2 separate regions of the Xenopus laevis genome follow, and region 2 is linked to region 1. Evidence: chromatin contacts called from public Hi-C data. All regions are on one chromosome and are shown on one strand. Each heading gives the region's core, a stretch centred on a gene start, on an enhancer-like site or on the middle of the called end of the contact. The rest is flanking DNA. Distances are from core to core; before and after follow the strand shown.

What was found. Hi-C and Micro-C count contacts between places; a contact is called where the count stands out from the background.
Region 2: a contact with region 1 is called in a Hi-C map of the XTC cell line, with 2.6 times the contacts expected there. The contact joins the promoter of unc5b.S here to the enhancer-like site in region 1. A contact is called at or near these places in 2 of 4 Hi-C or Micro-C datasets (the XL177 cell line and the XTC cell line).

Annotation. Positions count from the first base shown.
Region 1 is chr7S:35,824,555-35,828,443 of Xenopus_laevis_v10.1, reverse strand. All of the region lies in intron 1 of unc5b.S (unc-5 netrin receptor B S homeolog), which reads left to right. Among protein-coding and RNA genes, the nearest start is that of slc29a3.S, 53 kb to the right of the region's middle. Within about 2 kb of position 2,088, at least 1 of the 7 cell types and tissues checked has an H3K27ac peak or open chromatin away from gene starts, as enhancers often do.
Region 2 is chr7S:35,898,084-35,901,972 of Xenopus_laevis_v10.1, reverse strand. It overlaps unc5b.S (unc-5 netrin receptor B S homeolog), which reads left to right and starts at 1,698. Exons shown (of 17, transcript NM_001161894.1): 1 at 1,698-2,109. The coding sequence starts at 2,019.

The sequences.
Region 1 (3,889 bases), core at 839-3,338:
TTAAACTGATTTTTGACATGCACAATGTTTTAGCAGGCAGGTGCATAATCCCTTGCTTCATAAGGCACGCTTAATTTTCGCATCTGCTTTTACCTGTTAAAGAATGGATCAGTCCCTTTTCTGAATGCAATTCTTGTAATTGTGTAAATTTATACTTGGTTAAGAAATAGAACCCTTGTGAAATTAACATCCCCCGACTCATACAGCAAGTGTAGGATAAGGTAACCAAACTGCTCCAGGGAGTTTTCTGATTGCAACATATGGACCAAGGAGGCAGAAACAAGGAGAGGGTTTTTACTAAAGTCTGCCTTTTTCATTCTCATATACTGTGTAATTGTGTCTGACTGCCTAATGAGTTATGTTCTGTTGCTGCTTCCTAGTAAACTCATGTGATTATATGTGGAGCACTGTGGTACACCTGAAAAATATAGGCTTCAGGGAATGCTTTGTTCTTTAAAAAAAAAAAAAAATCAGAATTTATTATCCTGAAACACATTTTCTAGAAAATATACTGTAGTACCATTTTCCATAGTGTCCTGCTTATACAAGTTGAATTTTTCTTCTCTGTAATAATATTTTCCTTGTACAGCTATGGGATCTGTTATCCAGAATGCTTAGCACCTGCGGTTTCCCAGATCTTTATTTAATTGGTAGCCTAATACCTTGTCTACTCAAAGATCTCTTAAACATGAAATAAAAGGGCTAGTTTTACCTGCAATAAGGATTAATCATATATTTGTTGGGATCAAGCACAAGGTACTGTTTTATTATAGAGGAAAGGGTAATAATTTCTAAAAAGTATTTAAAAACATTAAAAAGTATTTGATTAAAATTTAGTCTATGGGTGATGACTTTCCAGTAATTTGGAGCTCTCTGGATAATGGATTCCATTCCTGTACTTTATATAAAATAAGATAGCGTAAAGCAATACACATTTTTTTGTTTAATTGATTTTTGTAGATATGGTGTATTAACTACAATATTCAGTTTCTAGATGCACTGAAGCACTTTTTTTTGATGGTCAGAATGAATTCCCTTTTGACTGTTCACTGATCCACTTAAACAATGTTTCTCAACCCAACCTGTAAGTGTGACATGCTTACCATACTGAAGATCTATTTTCATGATCTGTATTGTAATTAAAGGGTTTGATATATCTGCAGACATTACCTACACTGACCAAGAAAACCAGATTGCACTAAGGACAAAATTTAGATAGAATGTTAAAAATGAACAGCAGTTAAAAGTCCACTCCAGCAACGTCAACTGTACAATTGAAACTCGCCTTGTTGCACCAGCCCCGGGATCCCCACACTCACTCAGTATGTAGACACACAACTGATGATGATGGAAATTTTGTGGGTATGCTCTGGGTTTTTTAAATCTTTATTAAAGGACCAGTAACAAAATTTTTTGTACATAATGAAAAAAAACACCAAGACACATTTAACTTTAAATTCGCAAAGTCTTTATTAAGAAATAACTTACCGATACTCTGCTTGCAATCCTCTTCAGAAAAGACGTCAAGGCGACAATACATCATGCAGCGCTTAATTTCTCCTGGCCATCTCCTATACAAGTCAGGGAGGAGAAATCGAGAGCCGCACAATGGATCATCGCCCTTTTTTTGAAGAGGAGTGCAAGTGGAGAATCGGTAGATTATTTCTTAATAAAGACTTTGTGAATTTAAAGTTAAATGTGTGTTGGTGGGTTTTTTTTCCCGTTATGTACAAACTTTTTTTTTTTTTAAATCTATGTTACTGGTCCTTTATGATGGATGGCACTTGGCTGGAGTCCTGTAAGACAGCAGGGAAACACACTGCCACTGTCATGTACACTGCAAGGCTCCAGCCCAATATAATAAAGGCAGTTATTATTAGATATCCCCAGAAACATATTACAGCATTATTATAACCTTATATATGTATAACCGTATGCAGTATAATGCATACTCTATAAAGGTTATAATAAACAATCTCCTTGTATTGTGATGAGAGAATCATATAGACAGGGTGCTGATCAGACAGGGCAGATTCTCATACAGCAGAATATCTTGGGATGAAACATGTGCTCTGCAGGCAGTGGCGGAACTACGGGGGGAGCAGGGCCAGGGCCCGCACCCCCTCAGGGCCCCCCGGCAGTAAGCTCGCCGATTATTCCCGGCCAGTTCCGGGCGTACGGAGGGGGCCGGGGGGGCCCACTGCGCATCCTGGGCCAGGGCCTGCCCCCCTCTAGTTATGTTTCTGTCTGCAGGGCTTCACTACAAACTTCGGCTAATCTGCAATACAAACTCAGTAAAATTACTGCACAACCCAGTAACTACAGCAGAGCATATACAACATATTGCAGAGGAGAAATTGACTTCTAGAACAGAATATAATACTTTTTCATTAACAGGAATGCGATGGAACTCTTACCTCTCCCATAGCTTTTAATTCTTTGGGAAGGGACCCCAACATTTGGCTGTATTCACTAGGGGGTTTAGGGAGAGCCTGCTACAGAGATATAGTCTTGTATACATCCCCACTGATTTAATCTATGATATAAAACAATGAGGTTTAATGTCTGTCAGAAGTCACTTATTGCCTGTTTTGGTGCTATTAAATAAACGAGTTTCCATTGCAAATCTTGGTAAGCATGTTGGAACAGCCCAAAGGTTTTCATTCCTATTATTCCTTATCTTTGGCAAACCGGAAATATTTAGTGAAGAATCATAATCATCAATTCATGCATATTTCATAAGTTAGGGTCTGGCTTCACAGTTTGTGAAACTTCGTGAAACATTCTGCCAACTCTTAAGTGGCCTACATGGGAAAATGATAGCCTGCCAAACTATTCTCTGATCAGGGATCTACCTATATGTATAATGGAAAGGTTTTAAAATCTCAGTGGCCTATAGCTATTGATGCTGTTCTCTCCAGATGGCTCTTTATAAGCATCTATTATTATTTGATCCAAATTCTAGGCTCAGTCTAATATGGTTTGATACAATTAAGAAGAGTTCTATGACCAAAAGTCAATTTTTCTATGTTTCTAAATCACCACTGGTTTTCTCTATAACTGGAAATGCTGCTTGTTTTCAGATGATCAAGCATAACACGTTGCCTAAATTTTGGCACCAGTTTCTGTTCATGCTGAAGTTTGGCTGGGCATGTTAGCTTTTGTAAACCAATACATTTTCCTTAGAGGTTGCACAGAGGTTGGATTTAAATGTCTTTTATGCAGTGAGTGCACTACATAAACTGATGGAAAAATAATCCTTCAAATATAATGGTGGATTTCAAGGTTGAATATAGAGACTCCCTTTGAAGTTTAAATCTGTATTCAGTTTGTTTTCCTCGAAACAGGAAAATCCATGTTGTATTCTGTCATTCCTTTCATAGCAAACAATTTAACAAGTAAAACCTATATACCTCCTATTGCATTTTAAAACATTTTCAGACCTTGCATTATTTAAACTCAAGTGCGAAGCCACCATTCCTGCTGTTAACAATCAATTTCTGCATAATGGGAAAGGATCTTCCTATGAATGGATTTTTTCCCTTTCTCCCCACTGTGAATGTTAGCTGAGAGGAGACAATGCAAGTTAGTTCCCATGCAGTGGGTGGGCCATCTGGCATGGATTTGGAAAGTGTTGGGATGGGTATGAAAGGATGTTTTGATTGCCTATGATAAATGTGCCCAGCATGGTAGCCTCGCCCTGCTAGCTAAGAGACTTTGCCCCAATTTCCCAGCATCCTCTGCTTCCTTTCCCTTGGCACAGCATACATTGTACCAGCCACTTGCAACGAAACACAAAGAAAACCTGCGGGAATCTTTTATTCTGTTTACTTGTGCTTGTTTGTATTTTATTTGTCAATCTCTCCACCTCCTGTATTAAGATCAATCC
Region 2 (3,889 bases), core at 449-2,948, 74 kb before region 1:
GGTACTTTGGAAACCAGCCAAAGTTTTTTCTTGCCCTAATGTGCCAAGTCTGTTGGGTTATGTAGTTTTTAACAATTTGCCAACTGCCATGTTTAATGTAAGACTACAATACCCTGCATGCAATGGGACTGCCTTGTGTAGAAGGCGGGAGTTATGCTGGTCATAGACGCAAAGATCCGATTGTACGAATCCTCGATTCTTTCGATTTTCAGAACATGTGTGGAGTGTCCCGACATCTGTCGTGCCATGCCAATCGGTCGTTCAGTCAATCAGACAAGTTAAAAGATTTCTGTCGGCTGCCGATAATATCTCTGTGGTTATTGCCGATCTTCAGTGGGAGACTGCCAGCGGAAGCGGAGAGCTGTAGTTGAAGTGCAGCGAATGAGGCGAGGGCTGGATTAGGTGCAAGTCTCTAGGGGGCGCCACACTTGTATCCCCGTGGGGACCCCCGTTTCTCCCTGTCCCCTATTGTTCTCCCCGACCCTACTTGCAGCCACCTTTTGAGAGTTAGAAATAAAAAATGCACTTGTGCTCATTTTATAAAAGGGATGGTGGCGGGGTGCCGTCTGGGAGATCCTTCATCCTGCCCTTTAACAAATCCCCTCACTAGGCCTCCGGTAGAAGATGAGTCCCGGTACGCCAGTCAGATGAGAAGCTGTCAGCAGGGAGATGGAGCAGCCGGTAACTTGTCATGTTCTAACATTGGTTGATCTATTCTTTTTTAACTGAAGGTTAGTTGCAGGTCGGGAGATGGGGACGTCCGATCATTCGAACGATCAGATCTCTAGTGTCTATGGCCAGCTTTACCAGATTTTGGACAATTTTGGGGCAAAAATCTTCTGGCCACCAAAATGTCTAGACTCAGAGGTTGACTTGTTTTACCAATATTTATTAAAATTGTATATGTATCAGGGCCTTATGGGGACCCTAGACCTCCTGGGCCCCTCTGTATTTACGCCCCTAGTGACGGGCTAATCTGTCCCATTTTACTTCATGGAAAAATTTGCTAAACAGCAATATTTTCACATATATTCATTCACTGCACCTATTGTGCAATGATTGGCAAAGTGCTGTCTGACACTTAGAAATGAATTACAGAGGTAAGAATCTGGTGTCCGCGGCAGCAGAGGCAAAAAGAGGGTAATCCCTGACACATCCCTATTCTGTGCAGTAGTTGTGACTGGGATATTACAGTAAGGTAAGAGTACTACATAATTAATGAGTATGAGGAAGGAAGGCACTGCCCCTAACTCCTTCTTATACTAAGAACACACGCAACGTACAGTAGTGAGCTGCTTATACACAGGCCATAATTCCTTTCAAGGATATCTTTCCCTGATTTTGTTCTATCATTATACCACGTGATATTCTACCTTGGCCCTGTTAGTCCCGGAATAATTGCACGGGGGAGGTCGGTGAGTTGAATACGTGTATGTGGCAAATGTTTCCTCCCCAGCTGTCTAGTGAGTCAGCGATGTGAGGAAGGTCAATGAACTGACTGGAAACCGGCGACGTGCGAAAAGTTAGTCGGGAATTGATAATAGAACGGAGGTACGACTGAACATCTGCGAGTACAGTGACTGAGGTACTCGGATAATAATCTCCCTCCCACTGACTTGGCCCCACCTCTGCTCCCATCTGTTTGGGCTGTTCCCATCCACTGAGAATCAGTCCGTACGTCGCGCTCCCCCTTACACGCTGCCTGTGCTGCTGCTGCTGCTTGCGGGACACCTTGGCGTTGTAGCGGTAGGCAGGGCAGGGGGGAAAATGATGTACAACCCCTGGTAGCTGCGTCTGTAACGGGCACAGACGAGCTCAGCTAAAGGAGTGTTGCCTCGGGACCTTCTAATACTTCTTGGGAAGCTCTCCCTTTGTGTCGACTTTCACAGAAAACTGGGAGCAAGTTTTTCCGTCACGACTTGGCGTTGGGCTGGACGCGGGATATACCCGGGCTGTGGGGGCTTCTCTGTATATTGTACGTGCGCAAGGAAGGCTATTGCGAGTGGAGTCGCTAAGCGATGTATTTATCCCGGATCCCCGGCGGAGCGGCATTGGCTGCGCTACTCGTGGCTCTGCTTCTCTGCTGCAACTTTCCACCTTCTATAGCAGGTAAGTGGGGCGGGTGCAGGTAACCGGACATACAGAGGGACCTGCACTTGAACTCTCCTCTGATTCCATTAATAATATCTGTAATGAGATCGAATGGTAATAGTCTAGTCTGGCACATATGTCTCTTTAATCAACACAGGGGCAAATTTGCCCCTGGCTTTTAAAAGCTAATCACTGATTGGTTGACCTTAGGTAACTGCCCATGAGCAAATTTGCCCAGTGTTGGTAAATGAGCCCCACTGAATCAATCTCCTGAAATAAACAGACTTTCTATACAACTTGGAAGTGCCTTGTCACATGTTCTTTAATCGCCAAAACAGCCACATTTTGGATTTGAGTGTGTACCAAGATGCGTGGGCATGGTTCGTTTTAGGTCCTGGGGTCCAGGATATTAACCCCTGAAATTCAGTATCACAGGAGCCCCTTGGGGATAACCATATATAATATATTTTAACTTAAGTATATACGTCAGGTATGCCCTACTTTCCGCCTTTGACTGCAACTGGGATGCAACTTTCAGAATCGTCTGTGACCTGGGTATGTTACTGAGCGTTGTAGTTTAGCAACAACTGCAGGGAAGCAGGCAGGAGATCCATGGATTTATGTCATTTATCCTCCGTTTTCCTATAACTCCAGGGCTCGCTCTTATCTCAGTCTAGCCCTGAATGTTTGTTTAGCTCTATCTTTTAGTTGTTAGGGTAATGTCACACTGTGAGATTCAGGGAGATTTAGTCGCCCGGTGACTAATCGCTTTGGGGGCGACTAATCTCTCCTAACTGCTTCCCCTAAGGGAAACGTCAGAAAACGAAGGGCCGCAGGCGTTTTTTCATTCTAGCAGGCGGAAGACAGGGGGAAGATTAGTCGCCCCAAAGAAGAGGTGATTAGTCGCGGGGCGACTAAATCTCCCCGTGTGACCTTACCCTAATAGATCTAACATCTCCAGTCCAGCATAGTATTCTTCATTTTACAACTGGAGCAGATCACATACAAGTATTCGTTATAATAGGAAGCAAAAGATGCCCAGCCTTAAGCCTTGCACATCAAACTTTCATCATCCCACAGTAGGAGAGCTGCTGGGATTGTAGCTGTATAAAATGCAAATCTGTAAGATTGGAAGGGCACATTTAACAGTGTAAAGGTGGCCATACACGGGCAGATAAAACTGCCGATATCGGTCGTTTGGACCGATTTGACAGCTTATCTGCCCGTGTATGGGGGCTTCCGACGGGTCTTCCCGATCGATATCTGGCCACGATATCGATCGGGAAGGTTGGATTTTTACCCGACCGACCCGTCGGAGCCGCTTGTCACATCGTAATTCGATCGTTCGGACATACGGGCCAAACGTTCGAATTACCCCCGATATAGCCACGCAGTTTAGTGGCATATCGGGGAAAGATCCGCTCGTTTGGCGATGTCGCCAAACGAGCGGATCTTGTAGTCTATGGCCACCTTAAATATGTATCTAGTACCTGAATTATTAGCTCCTAAATTGTAATAGAATGAGATTTGCATGATACAGACCCTGGGCCAAGAGTTTGCCATCTGCACCTTTACACTTAATAGAAATGCTATTGACTTGAAGTCGGTCTGTTGATTCTTGCCAATAACAAAACACACACTTGACTTCACAGGTCAGGGATAAGTTCAGGAATGTTTGTGTTTAATGCTCCTTTTTACAAATGAATAAAAAAACAAAAAAAAAAAAACAATCCGTGTGTGTGAGTGCTGGGATAACAAGTTGTTTAATGAGCAATGGAAAATTTTCATTAAACCAGCA